Linked DNA regions of Mus musculus: regions 1, 2 and 4 are each linked to region 3. Evidence: chromatin contacts called from public Hi-C data. All regions are on one chromosome and are shown on one strand. The core of a region is the stretch at or near the end of the contact, and the rest is flanking DNA. Distances in the headings are between cores, read along the strand shown. Region 1 overlaps Gm38899 (a long non-coding RNA gene). Region 2 holds the start of Ptms (parathymosin). Region 3 holds the start of Cd9 (CD9 antigen). Region 4 holds the start of Lpcat3 (lysophosphatidylcholine acyltransferase 3).

Evidence for each region. A called contact is a pair of places that touch in the nucleus more often than the background predicts.
Region 1: a Hi-C map of muscle stem cells shows a contact between it and region 3, with 3 times the contacts expected there. The contact joins the enhancer-like site here to the promoter of Cd9 in region 3. A contact is called at or near these places in 3 of 39 promoter capture datasets (embryonic stem cells, frontonasal cranial neural crest and hippocampal neurons), 2 of 484 Hi-C or Micro-C datasets (embryonic stem cells and muscle stem cells), 3 of 115 datasets of contacts at active chromatin or transcription factors (astrocytes, embryonic stem cells and forebrain) and 1 of 9 other capture datasets (embryonic stem cells).
Region 2: a Hi-C map of uterus shows a contact between it and region 3, with 4 times the contacts expected there. The contact joins the promoter of Ptms here to the promoter of Cd9 in region 3. A contact is called at or near these places in 1 of 484 Hi-C or Micro-C datasets (uterus) and 1 of 115 datasets of contacts at active chromatin or transcription factors (pancreatic cancer cells).
Region 4: a contact with region 3 is called in a Hi-C map of B cells, with 5 read pairs. The contact joins the promoter of Lpcat3 here to the promoter of Cd9 in region 3. A contact is called at or near these places in 2 of 484 Hi-C or Micro-C datasets (B cells and CD4 T cells) and 1 of 115 datasets of contacts at active chromatin or transcription factors (pancreatic cancer cells).

What each region holds. Positions count from the first base shown.
Region 1 is chr6:126,483,675-126,486,374 of GRCm38.p6, reverse strand. It overlaps Gm38899 (a long non-coding RNA gene), which reads left to right. Exons shown (of 5, transcript XR_869437.2): 5 at 1-106. Among named protein-coding and RNA genes, the nearest start is that of Gm38899, 30 kb to the left of the region's middle. Within about 2 kb of position 1,299, at least 26 of the 459 cell types and tissues checked have an H3K27ac peak or open chromatin away from gene starts, as enhancers often do. A contact at or near this core is called in muscle stem cells, where this site is marked.
Region 2 is chr6:124,916,619-124,919,318 of GRCm38.p6, reverse strand. It overlaps Ptms (parathymosin), which reads left to right and starts at 1,373. Exons shown (of 5, transcript NM_026988.2): 1 at 1,373-1,759. The coding sequence starts at 1,715. It overlaps A230083G16Rik (RIKEN cDNA A230083G16 gene), which reads right to left and starts at 2,456. Exons shown (of 2, transcript NR_152158.1): 1 at 2,137-2,456.
Region 3 is chr6:125,493,444-125,496,143 of GRCm38.p6, reverse strand. Cd9 (CD9 antigen) reads left to right here and starts at 1,384. Exons shown (of 8, transcript NM_007657.4): 1 at 1,384-1,570. The coding sequence starts at 1,505. Gm26728 (a long non-coding RNA gene) reads right to left here. Exons shown (of 6, transcript XR_869432.2): 1 at 2,659-2,700; 2 at 243-380.
Region 4 is chr6:124,661,771-124,664,470 of GRCm38.p6, reverse strand. Lpcat3 (lysophosphatidylcholine acyltransferase 3) reads right to left here and starts at 1,367. Exons shown (of 13, transcript NM_145130.2): 1 at 1,112-1,367. The coding sequence starts at 1,262.

The DNA.
Region 1 (2,700 bases), core at 50-2,549, 990 kb before region 3:
TACAGAGAAACCCTGTTTCGAAAAACCAAATAAATAAATAAATAAACAACCAAATACAAAAAAATAAAATAAAAATAAAAAATAAAAATAAAAAGATATAGGTAAATAGGCAAGTGAGATGTTATTTTATCATTAATCAGCTTTCTGATACCATAACAAGATACACATGATAATTAACTTACAAAGACAAAGGGCTTCCTGAAGCTCGTGTTTTTAGAGATTCTCACCCCAAATCAGATGTAAGGCAAAGAAGAATCCAGGGATGTGTGACTATATTTGAGGTAAACTTCCCACTGATGTTAGAAGAGCTCCCATTAGATACTCCCTTCCTACTTCAGGTTTCCTCTTCTCAACAGTGTCCTTCTGTGGACCAAGCCCTCACTGGCCTGAACTTCTATTCCTTACAGAGGGACCAGTGAGCAAAAGGCTGACGAGAAGGAAACAGGGATCAATGGGATAAGATTAAATCTGAGGCTAGCAAGGACAGGTTCAGACCTAGGCCTGGAACCAGCCAACCTCAAAACTTGGAAGGAGGCCACCATTTGTTCTCAAGAGGTGCAAGTAACCTTCAGCTTCCGTGGATTCTGTAGTGAAGGTATGAGAGCTGAGGCCAGCAGTTCATCTTCGTTTTCTCTGACTCTCTATTCTCTCTGGACACCTCCACCATGGGAATTCTTCCCCAGGAGAGTCATGTAGGCTTAATAAAATACTTTTAGTTTTTGATGTATGTGCCATATGTTATGTATGTGTTGTGTTTGTATGTATGGTATGTATGTAAATTGTGGTATATATGTGTGTTGTATTGCATTATGTATGTGATACACTATGTGGTGTGGTATGTGTGTATGAGTATCTGTATGTATATGAGTCTGTGTGTGTGTGTGTATGTATATGAGTCTGTGTGTGTGTGTGTGTGTGTGTGAGTATGTATGAGTGTGTATGTGTTTTGTGTATGGCTGTGTTTGTTTTTGTGTATTTGTGTATAAGTGTGTACATATGAGTGTGTGTGTGTGAGTGTGTGTGTTGTGTGTGTATGTTTGTGTGTGTGGTTATTATTTGGCCCTAGTGATTTGGCCTGCAGAGAATATGGTTTTAGAGAGAGCTTAGTGTTAAATAGCCAAAAGGGCCCAGTCACAAGGGCCTCTTTGACTCACAGGAGCATGACATGAGAATGACCCCTTCATTTCGCTTGCTCTGTTAAGGGCATATTTGTCAGTGAGACCATGAGTCAGAGGACAGGGTCTCTCCTAAACTAAAAATAGAGCCACAGGGACAAAGAAAGCAAGGGAGAGGCTGTGGTTTGACCTTTCCTGCTTGAGAACTTGCGTGTGGCACAGGGTGAGTAAAAGTGGAGTGTGCAGGGAGAGGCACTCCCCTGGCTGCCTGCAGAGGGCATCTTCATGAGTGCCCAGTAGGGAGGCTTGGTGTGTGTGTGTGGGGGGGGAGGGGTGGTGGGGGTCGCTGAGAAGCACAAGCCATCGTGTCTTCCCCTTCCTCTTCACCAGCATAGCCACTGCTTCACAGCCAGGGGGAGCAGAGGGAGATGTCTGCCACCTGTGCATCATAGAGCATGCAGCCCCCCCCCCCCCCAAATTCAGTCTCTGACTTCGGATTCCTTAGAGGCAGCGTATGTTCTATAGTATCCTAAACAGGAACACAGCCCGGAGCAGTGAGGAGACATCACATGACGACCAAGCCATCAAAATGTGACAGAAGTATGTCCTGTGTCATGGAGCACTCCAGGGATATAAGGCCACTCACTATGTGCTGAGTGTAATGATAGACCATGCCCTTTAGTCCCTCTGACATATGGGTCTCAAATGCCACCTTGGCAACTTTCCCCATCGTATGTAGGTAGATGAGCGCCAAGGGCAAGCAGCCTTGCTGGTAAAGTCTAAAGTTTCTGGAGGTCACATGTTCTACCTCTAGCCCAACAGCAAGTGTTTTATGTGTTTCCCACCATATGCTCATCGCAGTAACTTAGAAGTCTCTGGAAATCAGGCCACAGAGGCAGTAGAATAAAAGGAGAAGAATGAAACATTGCCTCTACTCAGTTTTCCACTCACGAGGCTCCTGCTTCACACACACACACACACACACACACACACACACACACACACACACACACACACCTACACCTGCATCTTTCCTTGTGTCTTCCCCTCTCTGCTCACCTGGGAAACCATGCCTGCCTGTCCCTCCTGTTCCACAGCTTTGCACAGGGAGCCCTCCATCTGTGCATCAACCTATGGGACTCTCTCCTCTCCTTCAACTTCCAAATATGTGTCCCCCGAGTTTCTCAGTCTTATTATTCACAAGAGGCTTGTTCTGTTGGCTGCTATTATTTTGTGGGATTCCTTGTCCTATGCACTTTGGGATGTATGAGGGCTTTCTAAGCTTCCCAATTCAAGGTAAATTCAAGGCAAACATCTTACCCTCTCTGAAGCACAGTTCTCTCATCAGAAAGTTGGGGTGAATCATGGCCCCATGGGTTGGTTGGAAGGTGTAAAAGAGTAATGTGACAGTCTTGGTGTAATGGCCAGTACACAGGAACACTGTCTATTGGTATGGTCACGACTGGAGGCTGAGAGCATCATTTGTTTGTCTGCATATGTCTGCCCTCACCACACCAGTAGCTGAATGGGAAACCTGAAGATAGAGATACAATAACAACATGACCTTCAGGCGCAGCTCGCTACT
Region 2 (2,700 bases), core at 124-2,623, 580 kb after region 3:
ATGATGGAAGACCAACAATGGCTTCCCTTTTTTTCTAATTGGGGGGGGGGGTCGGGAAGGGGCAAGATGTATTGCTCAGGATGCCCTCAAACTAATGGCAATCCTCCTGCCTCAGCTTCCCAAGTGCTGAATAGGTCATCTGGCTAAAGGTGATGTTTTTTATTAAGGAAATAAAAATGATTAGGAAAAGGTGAGGGGTAATAATGACAGATCACACACACACACACACACACACACACACACACACACACACACACACCCCAAAGACAATCTTTTCCCAAAGCCCAGCCTTCTTCTTCATCCACCGTTCGGGCCTCAGACTGACAGGCCAGCCCGTCTCTTTCTGAATCTTAGGGTTCTCAAAAAATTATCTAAAGATTCTGAACCTAGGGGTGAGGCGCTGAGGACAAGGAACCCCGTATCTGGGCCCGTGTGTGCAAAGGACAATTGAATTCAGAAAGACTGGGGGGAAGACAGAGAAGAGCTACGAGAGGGAAAATGTACAAGGACAATCGGAAAGAGTTGAAAATTAGCTAAGTTTATAGGGCCAGGTGATAATCAGGTAAGAAAACAGTGTTATCTGGAGCAAAGTAAATTGAGACATAAGAGATGTAGATGGTTGTAAGGGAGGGGTCTCGGTCTATATGAATGAAGAGGTGAAGAGAAACACAAGAACCAGGCAATTAAGTGAGGTGAGACAGGTAAGAGGAGAGAAGAATAAAGAGGCAGACGAGAACATCAGAGGGCCCCTCACATCCCCCGAAACAGACTGGAAGGAACCCGACAAGGACCACAAATGTCAAGTCCAGCCGAGAGGCCCAGGCTGTCCTTTGTACTCTCACTTTCCTCCTCAAGGCCACCTAGAGAAGGCGGACAGGAGCGAGAAATGGAAGTGGCTCTGCAGCCTTCTTCCTCTCCTTTCAGCTTTTGGTTTCTCAAATACCTGCCCAGCCTCTACATCTACAGCCCCACTCCCTGCACCCCCACTTTAGCAAAATCCCAGGGCTAAAAGGAGGAGGTCAGCAGGAGTCTGGCCAGTCCGCCCCCAGGAGCCAGACTCCAGCTTGCAGGCAGTAGGCTGGCATTTGGAGCGGTGTCTCCCCGCAGGAACCCCACCCCTTCCCACCTCCTCGCCCCACTCCGCTCGCTCCCGAACCGTCAGTCTCTCCATTCCCCCGCCCGGTCTCGTCCTTCCTCCTGTCCCGCTCGCTCTCCCGCCCTTCGCTTTCATCCTCCTATCCCCACCTCTCCAACCTCCTCTTTCATCCCCCTCCCCTCTCCTCTCCTCCCCGCTCTCGCCTGCCCCACCCCTGGGAAGCCCCTCCCGTCGGGCAGCGCCGCCTTAAAAGCGGGTTCCCTTCCCGGGGGCGGCAGCGGCTGGTCGGCGGCAGCTCTGCTGGTGCGGGGGCGGCGAGCAAGACCGAGCGACCGCGACCGGAGCGCGCCGGCCACCGCCCGCATCGTCCTCCCGCCTGCCCGCCCGCCCGCCCTCCGGACGGCCGCAGCCCTGCGGGTCTCTGCTCGGGACCCACCCCCGCCCCACCCCGCGCGCCTCTGCCGCCTCTTGCAGCGAGCCAGCTTGCCGAGCGGCCGTCGCTGCCGCTGCCGCCGCCGCCACCGCGCCAAGTTCCGGCCGCGGCCACCCTCCGCCGTCCAGGGCTCCTCCGCCTCGGCCCCGGGACCCCGGCTCCCTGCCAGCCCCGGCCCCGGCACCATGTCGGAGAAGAGCGTGGAGGCAGCGGCCGAGCTGAGTGCCAAGGTACGGGCAGGGGCGGCGGCGGCGCGGCACCCGGGCGGCCCCGGGATCGGCGCGGTCCTTCGCGCCCGGTCGCCCCCGACGGCCCCGAGCGGCCCTGGCGCCCGGTCCCCGCGGACCCCGCTGCGCCCTCCCCCCGCTCGGAGCCCGGCGCTGCCTATCCCGCTCGGCACCACCGGCGCCCTCTAGCGGCCCAGCGCGCCGTGGCTCGGGCCTCACCGCCCGGCCTGCGCCCGGCCCCGCCATCCCCACCCCTCTCGTGCCCTGCCTGCCGCGCCCGCCTCTGCCCGGTCCGCCTTCTCGTCGGAGAGCGGCGCCTCTAGCTTCCCGGGCCCCATGTCCGAGCCGAGCCCCCAGGTCTCTTGCCACTATGACCTCACCTTTCCTCTGCTAAGCGGTTTGGGATCCTCAAGTGTAAACAGGACTCTCCCGGGAGGCTACTCCTCGGCTCCTCCCCTTGCCGCCCGACCGTCTGTCCTCGTCCCTGAAGGGCTGCTCCTCTCCACCCCCCCTTTTTAATTTTTAAAAAAATTTTTTGCCCATCTTCATTTGTTCTTCCTCTACTACCGATTTCCATTTTTTTTCCATTATCGCCTCCCCTCATGTTGAATTTCTAAAAATCAGAAAGACGGAGAAACGAGCCTTCGAAAAAGCTGGAGCTCAGCATCGCCTGACCATACGTCAAGCTATCTTTGCTCTCAGCAGCTGCCTTTCCCGGCCTCATCCCTTTGCCCTTGTCTCTCTTTCAGCCTTCCTCTAATTTCCCCAGGGAAACTGCGGAGTGCCGCTTAGGGAAATTAATGCGGCCAGGCTTGGGGGCTGGGAGCCCAGTCTTTTTTTTTTGGGGGGGGGGGCGCAGTATAGTTCTCGAGGTCCAAGTGGAAGGAGGGAGCTGATAGGATGAAAGGCAGTGGGAAGAGGGGACATGTGAGATCTGATAAGGT
Region 3 (2,700 bases), core at 135-2,634:
AAACTGTGGGAAAAAAAAAAAAAAGGTTTTTAACTGGGTCTATTAATGAATCAGTCTACTTACTGATAAATAGTGAAGCCAGTCTACTGATAAACAGTAAAACAAGAGCTGTGCTATGCTAACAGAGCTGGGTTTGCTATGTGAAAAAGTTTCTTGTTTTTATTTTTTGTTTTTGGGGACCGGGTCTCCTGTGGCGTTGGCCTCCAACGTACTTTAACCCAGGAAAAAAAATTTTAACTCACATTCTTTTTGCTTTCTGATATTTTCTGATGTTTCTGTAATAAGTACGGTTTGCTTTTGCAATGAAGAATGCTAAGGAAACTTCCTGCAGGGGTGAGGAAGAGAAAACTGTAAAGGATATTGAGAAGGGCCTCTTCACCCTGTTGAAAAAATCAAGAAAGAATTTAGAGAGTCACAGAGCAGGACGTGGTGGCCTGAACCGCTCTGGCAGGAGGACTGGAGTTGAAGATAGCCTGAGCTACATAAGCAAATTCCGGGTCAGTAGGTCTACAAACGGCTAAATCCTACTTCAAAAGAAATGAAATCGCTGGGCGTATTGGCACATCCCAGCAGAGGCAGACAGATCTTTATGAGTTCAAGGCCAGCCTGGTTTACACAGGGCGTTCCAAGCCAGATAGGACAGCATAGTAAGACTCTGTCTCAAAATAATAATAGATTTAAATAAAAAAAATAATAAAGCACAATAGAATTTTCACAAGGAGGCAGGGCGGCCAGCATACACCCCTGCAGGCATGGAGGCGCAGCAGAGTAGGGGTGTGGCATCAGGTGTGGCAGGGAATGAACGGAGTAAATACAGGATGAAGAAGGGTTTCAACTCAAGTCTCTGAACGTAGAAAGTTTCTGAGCAAAGTAGAACTGCTCAGATTAGCACCTAGAACATTCTAGCGGCCACCGTGCTCAACTAAGTGCGTTCAGTCCAGAAAGGTTTACAAGGAGGTGTCAGAGAGAACGCAAGCCAGGCAAATAGGGGCTCGCAGACTTGCCTCGGGAATCTGAAAAGGTTCTTAAGATTACATGGCCCTTGGGGGTCTTCCAACGTGAGCTCTTATGCAGAGCCCAGGATGAACTAGGATGAACGGGAAAGGCGAGGCCGGCACTTAACTCCCCGTAAAAGAAGTCGGGTACGGAGGTCCGGAAAGACCCCGAGACGGTGGGAAGAAGGAAGATGGAGGGAAAGAGGATCTTAGAAACCAGACGGCAAAAGTTAGGTGCAGAGAGAGCTCTGCACTGAGGGTGAAACCGAAGTCCCAGAACCTGGGTCTGGGGAGGGGATTAGAGCATGGGCGGGGCAGGTGGGCCGGGGGGCGGGGTCGGCATCCCTCCGCACATGCGCATAGCAGCTGGCCGAGCGCCGTAAGGAGTGGCACTTTTTAAAAGTGGAGCCTCAGGCCAGCCCCTAGCCGCAGCGTGTCTCAGTCGGTTGTCGAGTCCCTTCTGTCCCAGTCGTTCGTGCCTCTTGTCCCACGCAACTCCAGCTTGTACCATGCCGGTCAAAGGAGGTAGCAAGTGCATCAAATACCTGCTCTTCGGATTTAACTTCATCTTCTGGGTGAGTGAGAGGCGACTGTCGGCGCGCTCCTCTCCGAGGCCACCTGTTCTCAGGCCCGAGACGGCGTCCGGGGCGGAGAGTGTCCCGGCGGCCGAGAGCGCCGGGAGCCGCTGGTACTGCGCGCGCCAGGCGGACTCCGGGCGAGTAGAGAAAGGCGCAGCGGCTGCCAGCTGGCCAGGCGGGACTGGCAGGTGGGCGGGAGGAGCAAGTGGGTGGGAGAGCCGAGGGTCCTGGTGGCTCCGGCTGTGCACTTCGCTCCCGGGTCCTTCTACCGCCGAGTATTTGAGATGGGCTCTGTGCCTGCTCCCACCCGGAGCACCCCCGAGTGTGAGAGAGGAGTGAGGGAGGAGCGGAGCAACCTTTTCGAGTAACTCGATGCCCTCCCCGGCCCGCAAGGCTCCTTGCCAGCAGGGCAGTCGAGCGTCTCCCACTTCGGTGGTCCCACAAGTGACAAGGGGTGCTACGGAGGGAGAGGAAGTGGGTGTGGGGAGTCTTCCCTGCACCTGGAGGTCGGACATTCCTTGTTTAGGACCTGAACTCTCAACTGAAAACGTCCATGCCTCTCTCTAAGCTACCTGAAAGACTAGATTGTCTTGATTCTTTTTCAAGAGCGATAACTATCTTGGCTGTAGAGAACTCTGGGAGAGTTAAGAGAAAAGAAGGCGGGGAAGGTGCCTATTGGCGCCTCTAGATGGGATAAATCCGGTGTTTCTGCATTTCCCAGGTAATCAGGTACTGCGGGCTTGAAGCCTCGCTCTAAAAATGTCCAGGTGGGGCCAAGGGGAATGGCCGTTCACCTGCAGAGGGTCCAGAGGCAGGTGCTAGTAGACTCTACAGATGGGCCTCTGGGTAGGGCAACAAGAGAGTGTCCACTCTCCCAAAACTCAGGGACAGAAGCAAGGAAATACACGGAAGACCCTTTTGTCCTGATTCTGAGAGGGCACACTCCCAAACACAAATGGACGGAATTTGCTCCCAGGCAATCAGGAAAGAGCTTAACTAGGCAACTCCTGTGCCACCAGAGACTTTGAACAACAACAACTAAAAAGTCCACTATTCCCTTTGGAGCTGGCCACCGGGATGCTCACCATCTTCCAGCAACTGTAAGGTTTAATACTCTCCAGGGTTGC
Region 4 (2,700 bases), core at 118-2,617, 830 kb after region 3:
ACTTCCTACAGTTAACCCTCTACTTACGCCTCTCTCAGGTTAAAGTTATGCAGCCTTCCCCAAAAGTTCCAAGGACTTAAAAACCTACTGAATCGAGTCTCTGATCACTGATCTTGACCTAAGAATTCTTACCGGACTTTACAGCGATCCAATGCTAAGCACGGCTGTCTTCATCTCATAAGAGAATTAGATGCGGAGCAGTTAAATGGCTTGCCTGGGGGGTCTTACCGTTTGTGAGTAGCGACAAGAGTGGTTGCTACTCACAAACGGTAAAGAGTGGGACTCCTTTAACTTCAAAGTCCACACTTTTTCCATCATACCACGTTACCTCATGTATTAAAAAACCTCGAAGAGTGCGGTTTTTAAAAGACTATAAAATATATATATAATATATAACACAGCTTGTTGCGACATAAATTCAGGTACATCACATCCTTTGAACCATATGAATAATAGTCCCTTGGAACAAGCATGGAGTTTTTAAGGTTGTTAATAGTGCTGTTTCCCAAGCCCAGTGTAAGAATGTATTCCAGAGTAAATGACAGGTGGGCGGCTAAGGGGGAAAGCAATATGGTACAAGAAAATACTAGAAAGTGGACAGAAAAGAGATGAAAGTACACTATACGTTGGCAATACACAAAATAGACCGAGAAGACATAGTATGAAATAATCGGGCAGAGGAGGCCCGTAGGGCTAAAATATCTTAAGTTCGAGGGCCTATGCCTCTCGTAAGGAGAGCGCATGATGGGAGCTGTTAATAACAAATAAGTAGTACTCATGGCCACAGTCGAACTCTTGAGAGCCACAGACAGACATAGGTCGCAAGGGCACAGTCCGGCATATCGATGACAAGGCGGGAGGTGACTGAGGAGCCAAAGGGCACAGTATGGGCCAAAGAAAATGGGAAGAGGTTCAGAGGGTACGGGCCCCCAGACTTGAGACCAGACTTGTCTTCCCTTCGATAGCTGGCTGGTGTGCTTGATGACCCGCACCCCCAAGCCCTCCTGGGTCCCAGGTTCGGGGCAGACAGACAGGTCCTGTCCCCAGACCCCATTCTGCCCATTTCCTTGGGACTCCACGAGGGGGCAGAGGCAGGCAGGAGGGTCCTTACCCAGGAAGATGGAGAAGATGAGCCGCAGCGCCTGTTCCGACGCGCCCAGAGACGTCGCCAACTTGTTAAGGCTCAGATCCTCGACACCCGGCCACAGCCCCCGCATCTGCTCCAGCGTCTCTCCCATGTCCCCGTCCGCTGTAGACGCCATCTTAACTGCGGGCGCCCCCCGGGGACCCCCAGCTCCGCGCCCCGAATGTGGGCAGAACGCGGTGGCTTCACCCCCAATTCCGGCCGGGGGCCCGCCCACGGCGTGCGCATTGGCTGCGGGCCCGCCCAGAGCCTCTAGACCCACCCGATTATTGGTCGAGCCAGCCGGGGGCGGGGCCGAGCGCAGCAAGGTAGGAAGAGGGCGGGGCCGAGCGTTTGTAAGGCAAAGGTGACTCCCGTGAGGAAGGGAAACGGGCCGGGCCGGCGGGGCGGGGCGGGGCTTGCGATCGCGACCCAGCTGCTATTGGAGCAGGCGGGAGCGCGAGGCGAGGTGACAGTACAACTCGGTCCGGACGGCTCCGGGCAGGAGTGGGTCGGACGGGTGTCCGGCCGGCTTGCTCGCTGCCTTCCCATTGGTTGAGACAGGAGCAGGCGAGAGTCGGGGCGGGGGGGGGGCGGGGGGGGGCGGGGGCGTCACCAGACCGCGAGGTTACTCTCGGTCGCCGGCGCTGGGGTTACTGGGGCATGTAACGGAGCGGAGCGAATGTCTGCTGTCACCCCACGAGCGCCCCCTAACGGTGTCTCCTCGGGGGCGGGGGAGGGGGGGAGAGCGAGGGTCCTGCATTCCCAGCCCTTTCCTGAAGGCTCTGGGGGAGCCCAGGGGCCCAAGAACACCCTTTAATGCTACGTAGCTCTTCCCGATGCAGGTCCTTTTCGGTTGTTCAAGTACTGGGACTCGAACCGGTGCCGCGTGCACGCTCTCCTGCCGGAGCTACAACCCTAGTCCTTATGCAGAGTTCCCTTTCTATAGTAAAACGGACCTTCTCTCCGGAGGCAATGAAATTAGGATCTGCCTATTTATATTAAAAAGAGCCTACTTAACACTTGCCGCTTTAATTAACAGTTAGGCTAGTTTTGTCACGGCTTAAGTAATGTATGTTCCTGATGAAAGTTCAAGCACTAGAGGCATGAAGCAAAATAGGAGCCCTTTCCTCCTATGCAGTGTCACTTCCCACTGATTGACCCCAGGGAAAGTGACAGTGTATGGGGTGTGTAACAAAGGGGTTCACAAGTTCTTGTCCTAAAAAGTTCAGCTATGGCTTACACTTCCATGGCATTTTATACTTTTTTCCAGCCCCCCCCCCCCCTTTTTTTTTTTACTGGGAAATTGAACGTAGGCTTTACGTGTGCTAAGGAAGCATTGGACCACTGAGCTATGTCTCCTGCCTTTTCATATGTCCTTTTATTTATACTTAAAGGCATTTTTTTTTACATTTATTTGTGTATATATTGGGGTATGTTGGAGGAAGGGCTAGTTTTTGCCACAGAACACACATGAAGGCCAGAAGACAACTTTCAGGAGACTGCTCTGTCTTTTGCCATGTGGATTTTGACGATTGAACTCAGTGCTGGCAAGTGCTGTAACGCGCTGAGCTATC